Linked DNA regions of Macaca mulatta: region 1 is linked to region 2. Evidence: chromatin contacts called from public Hi-C data. All regions are on one chromosome and are shown on one strand. Each heading gives the region's core, a stretch centred on a gene start, on an enhancer-like site or on the middle of the called end of the contact. The rest is flanking DNA. Distances are from core to core; before and after follow the strand shown.

Region 1 (4,166 bases), core at 1,093-3,592, 68 kb before region 2:
ATATTCTCAAGACAGCAGTAAGTTATATTTTTTAGGAATTTGAGAATTTTGTCAACACTTTCAAATGTTCGTGCTGTGGATGAATGACCATAGAACTCTGCCTCATTCATCAAAGCCCATCACAAACGTCATTTATTTGAAGTTTTGCTTTCCCCCAAATTAATCACAGGATTTTTTTTTTTTTTTTTTTGAGACGGAGTCTCGCTCTGTCGCCCAGGCTGGAGTGCAGTGGCGCGATCTCGGCTCACTGCAAGCTCCGCCTCCCGGGTTCACGCCATTCTCCTGCCTCAGCCTCCCGAGTAGCTGGGACTACAGGCGCCCACAACCGCGCCCGGCTAATTTTTTGTATTTTTAGTAGAGACGGGGTTTCACCGTGGTCTCGATCTCCTGACCTTGTGATCCGCCCGCCTCGGCCTCCCAAAGTGCTGGGATTACAGGCGTGAGCCACCGCGCCCGGCCAAGGATTTTTTTTTTGAGATGAAGTCTTGCTCCATCGTCCAGGCTGGAGTGCAGTGGCGCGGTCTTGGCTCACTGCAATTTCCACCTCCCGTGTTCAAGCAATTTTCCTGTCTCAGCCTTCCTAGTAGATAGGACTACAGGCACCTGCCACCACGCCCAGCTAATTTTTGTATTTTTGGTAGAGACGGGGTTTCACCTTGTTGGTCATGCTGGTCTTGAACTCCTGACCTCAGGAGGTCTCAGCCTCGGCCTCCCAAAGTGCTGGGATTACAGGCGTGAGCCACTGCGCCTGGCCAATCACAGGATTTTAAATTGTATAATCAGAGTCCAAGTCTCTGGTTGGTGGTTTTTACGCAGATTGTTTGAACTGAGTCTCAGTTTACATCTCAGTGAAGCCAGTACTTGCCTGATTGTATGGGGTAGCAGTATGCAAACTAAATTTTGGAGTTGTTAGCAATGAGCATTGTTTTAGCCCTTGGCACACAGGGTAGTGATACTGGGTACACTTTTTATTGTCTACTTCTTTTGTGACACTTTATTATCTACCTTTGTACCTTTATTCCCAATGTCTAGCTTAGGTATACAGTAGGTTCCAAATAAATGTATGGCTGAATATGCCAGTCAGGGAATTTAGGAGGATTGAGCTCTGTCTAGGATCAGAAATAAAGGTAGGTGTTTCATGGGAAAGGGTCCTAGAGAGGGAGTAAGTGTCAAAGAGACGCTAACTGCATTCCTTCTCTTCCAGGCAGTAGAACGAGTCCTGTACCCACACCTGTCCACGTACTGGACAAACTTGCAGGCTGTGCTGGATGATTATTCAGTATCTAATGCACAGGTCAAAGCAGATGGGCACAAAGTCTATGGAGCCATTCTGGTGAGTACCATCCCCTTCCAGCCTCCCTCCCCTGCATGAGCTTAGCAGCCAAGCAGGCTTACTTTGGAATATTTGATGGGCCCAGGTTCCTCGAATTTTTTGCCTATCTTAGTCCTTGGCTTTTACAGGTGGCCGTAGAGCGACTGCTGAAGATGAAGGCCCAGGCAGCAGAGCCCAACAGGGGTGGCCCAGGTGGCAGGGGGTGCCGGCGCCTGGACGACCTGCCATGGGATAGCCTTCTCTTGCAAGAGTCGTCCTCCGGGGGCGGTGCAGAGCCCAGCTTTGGGTCCGGTCTCCCGCTGCCGCCAGGGGGAGCGGGGCAGGAGGACCCTTCTCTTTCGGTGACCCTGGCGGACATCTACCGGGAGCTCTACGCCTTCTTCGGTGACAGCTTGGCCACACGCTTCGGCACCGGCCAACCTGCACCCACCGCTCCGCGGCCGCCCGGGGACAAGAAGGAGCCGGCGACAGCCCCTGACTCGGTGCGGAAGATGCCGCAGCTGACGGCAAGCGCCATGGTCAGCCCGCAGGGCGACGAGAGCCCCCGGGGCAGCGGCGGAGGCGGCCCCACGTCGGCCTCTGGGCCAGCGGCCTCTGAGAGCAGGCCCCTGCCGCGCGTGCATCGGGCGCGCGGGGCACCCCGGCAGCAGGGCCCCGGGACCGGCACCCGCGACGTCTTCCAGAAGAGCCGTTTCGCCCCGCGCGGCGCCCCGCACTTTCGTTTCATCATCGCCGGGCGGCAGGCTGGGAGGCGCTGCCGCGGGCGCCTTTTCCAGACTGCATTCCCCGCGCCGTACGGGCCTAGCCCGGCCTCCCGCTACGTGCAGAAGCTGCCCATGATCGGCCGCACCAGCCGCCCCGCCCGCCGGTGGGCGCTCTCGGACTACTCGCTGTACTTGCCGCTCTGAGTAGGTGAGCGCTTCCATCTTTGTAAATAAATCCCGCCCCCGGAAGTGACGTCTCCATTTTCGTGGGTCGCGCCGGATAAGGTGGGGTTTGGCCGGGTTGAGGCTGTGGCGGCGCTTCCTGGTGGTCAGGGCGCCATGGCGCTGCCCTGGCTGCAGCGCGTCGAGCTTGCGCTGTTTGCTGCCGCCTTCCTGTGCGGGGCCGTGGCGGCGGCGGCGCTGACTCGGACCCAGGTGCGGCTGCAGGGCGGGGTCAGGTAGGCTGGGGAGCTGGCCGGTCCTGACGTGGCGAGGCCACTGTCGCTTTCCGACCGAGCTCGCTGCTGCTTGGAGCCGGTGGACCTGGTAAGGCACGGCTGGCACCGGCCTGTACCTGAAATGCAGCGAGGCTAATCGCGCTTTGTGGCTACTCTGGGCCAGGTCATACTTCGAAGTTGTACTCTCGCCAAAGGGACGGGTCAGTACCGTCTTAAAGCACTAGATGGAGTCGGGTTTCGTGGCTCCTGCTGACCTTACTGTGGTTCTGAAAGAGAAGTCGATGCGGAACCTGCGTCCATCCGTTAAATCAGAAGCCTTTTGTGCTGAGCTTTGTCTGGAAATAAAGCATAGTGTAGTGGAGATGATCAAGATGCCACATGATTGCAGCACAGTGTATTAAATGACAAAATAAGAGATGTAGAAAAGGCTGACGTAAAGGTAGAAGCCAATAATTTACATCGTTTACCCCAGCCAGGTAATCTGGTTAGTAAACATGGGTTCATTTAATGCCTATAAAGTAGGCACTAGTGTGCCTATTTTACACCATGAGAAAACCTCAGAGATCCGCAGGGCGCGGTGACTCACGCCTGTAATCCCAGCACTTTGGGGGGCCGAGGCAGGCAGATGACTTGAGGTCAGGAGTTAGAGACCAGCCTGGCCAACATGGCAAAACTCCGCCTCTACTAAAAATACAAAAATTAGCCGGGTGTGATGGCTCATGCCTGTAATCCCAGCTACTTGGGAGGCTGAGGCAGGAGAATCGCTTGAACCTGGGAGGCGGAGGTTGCAGTGAGCCGAGATCGTGCGGTAGCACTCCAGCCTGGGTGACAAGAGCGAAACTCCATCTCAAAAAACAAAACAACAAAAAAACCCTCAGAGGTAGTTATTTGTTGAAGGATATACAAGGCCTGGGTTTACTCTAAGGTTTCTGCACAAAGACCAGAATTAATGAGGCTTCTCTGAAGCTCGTTGTATTCTATAGTCATTGGCTATTTTCTGATCCTTCTGGCCACTGTTTGATTCCCCAACAGGCCCTCTCCATCAATATCTCTGTCCCAGAAATAGGAACTGACAGTGCACAAATAACTTCCTGGAATGGTCGTGGCCTAGGTTATCACTAACACCTACCAAGACACTGCATCCAGAGGCATTAACCTGAAATCTAGGACTCAGCAGCTTCTCTCCACAGGGCTCCTTCAGTGGTAGATGTCCCCTGTATGGTGTCGCCACCCTGAATGGCTCCTCCCTGGCCTTATCCCATCCCTCCGCACCATCCCTCTGCTACTTTGTAGCTGGGGCCTCTGGCCTCTTGGCCCTCTACTGCCTCCTGCTTCTGCTCTTCTGGATCTACAGCAGCTGCATTGAGGACTGCCACAGGTGACTGCCCAACCCTGAGGGCCAGGGTCTGAGGTAGGATGAGCCTCGCCTCCACCACAAGGCTTGTTCTCTCCCTCTCAGAGGTTCTATAGGGCTGCGCATTGCACTGGCCATCTCAGCTATAGCCATCTTCCTGGTCTTGGTGTCTGCCTGTATCCTTCGATTTGGCACCAGGTCTCTCTGCAACTCCATCATCTCCCTGAACACTACAATTAGGTAATGGGAGAGGGAGGGAAGCCTGGCTGGGGCTACCTTCCCTCTGCACCAGGGTCCTGTAATTTCCTTTTTATCCC
Region 2 (4,229 bases), core at 448-2,947:
GTTTAAGCAGGCTTTGGTAACAAACATCAAGATGGCTAAGTTATCAATTAGATAATAGGCCCATAGAATTAAAAAAGCAACGTACTGTAAGATAGAGGCAGATTGTCATGAGGAATACCTGGAAAGCAAAGCAAATTAGTTATTTTAAGGTATTAGGATGGAATGAAACTTATTCAAAATCAACAACTGCCATCAGAACTCTAACATGCTATTAATTTTTGTACCTCACAGAACATCAGCTTATCAATTCAAATCATCTGACAGTAAAGTGATCGATATATGGATGAGGATAACAGCGCACCTTTACAAGAACTGTAGTACCGGGTTGCGATCTCGCTTCCCAGAAAATTATCTCAAGAGGAACAAGATGGAAGGCGCCAAAAAACAAAATTGCTTCCGCCGGCCACTTGTTCTCTTGTGAACATTTACAGAGATGACATACACCAATTTGAATAATTACCTGTATTCACCCTGGGAGGCAGCTGAATTCCTCAGGATAGATTATGAGATGCTGTAGACAACAGAGGAAGGCATTTTATGTACCTAAAAATAGTCATTCAAAGACCCCCGAAGACCTCGCTGTCACTTCTCAGTAGTAAGATGACATCACTTATAAGTTCAGCCATATGCTTGTCATTTTGTGTTCATCACGGAGTGGTTATCTAGCAAGGTCTCCTCTGTAAGAGCATAAAAGCATGTACACCTACCTGGAACATTACTGTAACGCTGGCTTTGCAGAAAGATGGGTCTTGTCCCATTCCTTCACCAGTGAGCTTTTGTGGGCTAAACATCTGAAAAAATAACAGCCTTCACTAACACCTCAGACAAATCAATAAGTCCCTGACATTTATTGCGTACAGTACAGTGCTACTCAGAATTTTTGTTTTCTCCACTAATCCATCAGAAAGAGAGAGTTCAGTTTGTAAAATCATCCCCGTAGCAACTTCTACACACTCAACGAAAGAGCAGAGGTTAAGAAATGGCCATAAGAACTTACTGTAACATAGAGCTCTCTTCGATTCCAACGTGCGCGTAAACCCTGCAGACAAGAGTCCAAGAAGACATTAGGTCAACACAGGGCATTTCGAAAACGCTATCTTCTGAGCCGACGGCTAAGTAGGAGGCTTGCAGGGCCCATCTCCTCAGAGTCACTTATCCTCACGGAGCTCAGTACAGGTCTGTGAAAAGGTCCTCATCATAGGGAGGGGACCCGCACGGCCCGCCATCGCCATCTTGTCCTTCACAAAGCCCCGCTGCTACTTAATTTAAGTCTCGAGGCCACCCACAAGACCTCACCCGCCAGTCACCCTGGCTAGACAGCTACAACACAGAAGGCATAGCGCGTGCTATGCGATGTCCGCACAATCGTTCAAAATAAAAGAAACGGACAAAGCACAAAACACTGACAGCTACAAATCTTACGAAATCACTTACCAGCGGCAGTAGAACAATGAGACCGAAATTGGCACGGAGAGACGATTAAATACCATCCCGCAGAGGCCCACGGGATTTGGGGGCGGTGCTATGGCGAGCGCACGCGCATACGTTGACCGCATGCGACCCCGGGGAGTTGTGGGTAGAGAGTTCCAGGGAAGGAGGGCGTGGACAAAGCGCTACCTGAACTTGCGGCGCGAAAAGGGCGCGCATGCGTCCTACGGAACCTCACCGACCGCATTGCGGCTTAGTTTTCTCACCCAGTGCATGTGGCAGGAGCGGTGAGATCACTGCCTCACGCGGATCCTGGACTGACGGTCACGACTGCTTACCCGCTAACCCTGTTCTGAGCTCCCCCTTCCCCCCACACACCCGAAACCTGTGTGCAGGATCCGCCTCCATGGAGCTACAGCCTCCTGAAGCCTCGACCGCCGTCGTTTCGATTCCCCGCCAGCTGCCGGGCTCACATTCGGAGGCTGGTGTCCAGGGTCTCAGCGCGGGGGATGACTCAGGTACTGGATCCCGAGCTAAACTCGGGAGGAGGTCCCCTTTGGGGGAGCCATTTCGGTAAAGTAAGTCAGGGCGTAAGTGCTCCACTGAAGACAGGATCTGATTTTTTTCTAACTGGTCCCCTATGTCCTGCCTTCTGGTGCGTTTTCTTTAGATCTTGGACTACTACGGGCCAGCATTAGCTAACATTTGTGGAGCACCGTCTTAAGCACACTGTATTAATCGATTAATCCATCAAAATCCCAAGAGCTAGGTAGGATGACAGCCCCCTTTATTGATGGGGAACCTTAAAGGGCTCCCGCGGTGCTGCCTGCTGCAACTCCTGCCCGATCACTATGGTTGCAGTCAGCTATAGACTGTTTTACTGAGACCGGACAGCATTAGTTCAGTCGTTCGTGGTAAACATCTACGTGTACAAGCACACTTTATAAACATTTTTTTTTTTCCGAGACAGAGTTCTGCTCTGTCGCCCAGAGTGCAGTGGCGGGATGTCGGTTCACTGCAACCTCTGCCTCCCAGGTTCAAGCGATTCTCCTTCCTCAGCCTCCTGAGTAGCTGGGATTACAGGCTCCCGCAATCATCAAGCCACGCTAATTTTTGTATTTTTAGGAGAGATGGGGTTTCATCACGTTGGCCAGGCTGGTCTCGAACTGCTGACCTGGTGACCTCCTGCCTCAGCCTCCCAAAGTGCTGGGATTACAGGCGTAGGCCACCACACCCGGCCTGGCTCAGCATTTTGGGAGGCCAAGGTGGGAGGATCTCTTGAACCCAAGAGTTCAAGACCAGCCTAAGCAACATAGTGAGAAACCGATACCCATCTCTACAGAAAAATAGAAAAAATTAGCCAGGAGCGGTGGTGCATGCCTGTAGCCTCAGCTACTTGGGAAGCTGAGGTGGGAGGATTGCTTGAGCCCAGAAATTTGAGGCTGTAAGTGAGTTGTGATCAAGCCACTGCACTGCACTCCAGCCTGGATGACTGAGTGAGACCCTGTCTCAAAAAAAAAAAAAAAAGTGGGACAGATAAACTATGGAAAATCAAGATGGCCCAGAGTAGACAGACAAGGCTGGGGAGGTTGTGAGTGGGAATGGCAGTTGGGAAATGCTTTATAGAGTGTCTGGGCCTGAAAGGGTTGAAAGACTCCGGAGGGGAATTCCAGTTAAAGAAACAACTGGAGCACAAGCTTGGTGCAAGAAAAAGAAAGAAGTGTGTGGCTACAATTCATGAAAGATGGGCAAAAGGGGAGTATTAGAATATAAAACTGGAATGTATTTCCTGGGGAAAGCCACATAAGCAGGACCTTGAGAGCAAAGCTAAATCACTTGAATCATAGATAGAAAAAAAAAACCAGGGAGAGTTTTTAAGTAGGAAAGTGATAAGACATTGGGGGATAAGATGGAGACAAGGTCATTAATTAGATTGCCATAGTAGTTTAGGCAAGAGGATTCAATACTAGCAAGTGTAACGGCAGTGGAAGTGGAAAAGAGGGGATTTGGGTTAGGGGTCTCCAACTCACATACAGAAATCAGCTAAGTAATGTAGGTAAGTGAAATGAACTGAGTTGGGACTCTGGTGAACTGGGCAGCCCTTTCACAGCTCCAGCTGATTGTTGCCTTGTGACAGTATTGTCTCTGTGTGATCAAATAGTTTTCAAAAGAATCCAGAAGTCCAGAATTGTGTATTTACCCACTTTAAAATGTTGAGTTTAAATTTTTTTGGCCGGGCGCGGTGGCTCATGTCTGTAATCCTAGCACTTTGGGAGGCCGAAGTGGGCGGATCACCTGAGGTCAGGAGTTAGAGACCAGCATGGCCAACATGGTGAAACCCCTTCTCTACTAAAAATACAAAAATAAGCCGGGCGTGGTGTGGGTGCGGTGGCGGGCGATTGTAATCCCAGCTACTTAGGAGGGTGAGGCAGGAGAAGCGGTTGAACCCGGGAGGTGGAAGTTGCAGTGAGCCAAGATCACCCCACTGCACTCCAGCCTGGGGGACAAGAGCGAGTCTCAAAAACAAACAAACAAAAAACCGAAATATGCCTGTGGGCCAAAGGTGGCCCTCATTGTGAGTTTGCAACCTCTTGTGTAGTGACATAGAATCTACTAGAAAATAGGGCATTTAAAAAAAAGTAGGCTAGGTAGAGCGGCTCACGCCTGTAATCCTGAAGGGGGCCAGCCCCTCCACACCTGTGGGTATTTCTCATCAGGTGGGACGAGACACTGAGAAAATAAGACAGAGAGACAAAGTATAGAGGAAGAAAAGTGGGCCTAGGGGACCGACACTCAGCATA

What was found. A called contact is a pair of places that touch in the nucleus more often than the background predicts.
Region 1: a contact with region 2 is called in a Hi-C map of liver, with 3 times the contacts expected there. The contact joins the promoter of TMEM179B here to the promoter of SLC3A2 in region 2. A contact is called at or near these places in 5 of 14 Hi-C or Micro-C datasets (CD4 T cells, blood, cortical neurons and 2 more).

Annotation. Positions count from the first base shown.
Region 1 is chr14:11,269,725-11,273,890 of T2T-MMU8v2.0, reverse strand. TMEM179B (transmembrane protein 179B) reads left to right here and starts at 2,342. Exons shown (of 5, transcript NM_001194702.2): 1 at 2,342-2,472; 2 at 3,686-3,873; 3 at 3,955-4,089. The coding sequence starts at 2,377. It overlaps TAF6L (TATA-box binding protein associated factor 6 like), which reads left to right. Exons shown (of 12, transcript XM_077962525.1): 11 at 1,205-1,333; 12 at 1,462-2,286. The coding sequence ends at 2,241.
Region 2 is chr14:11,200,525-11,204,753 of T2T-MMU8v2.0, reverse strand. SLC3A2 (solute carrier family 3 member 2) reads left to right here and starts at 1,697. Exons shown (of 12, transcript XM_077962507.1): 1 at 1,697-1,946. The coding sequence starts at 1,835. It overlaps LOC718486 (a long non-coding RNA gene), which reads right to left and starts at 2,323. Exons shown (of 10, transcript XR_013403642.1): 1 at 1,435-2,323; 2 at 998-1,039; 3 at 708-791; 4 at 461-511; 5 at 86-118. LOC114672513 (small nucleolar RNA SNORD26) reads right to left here and starts at 940; the gene lies at 867-940. It overlaps LOC114672512 (small nucleolar RNA SNORD27), which reads right to left and starts at 656; the gene lies at 585-656. It also overlaps LOC114672511.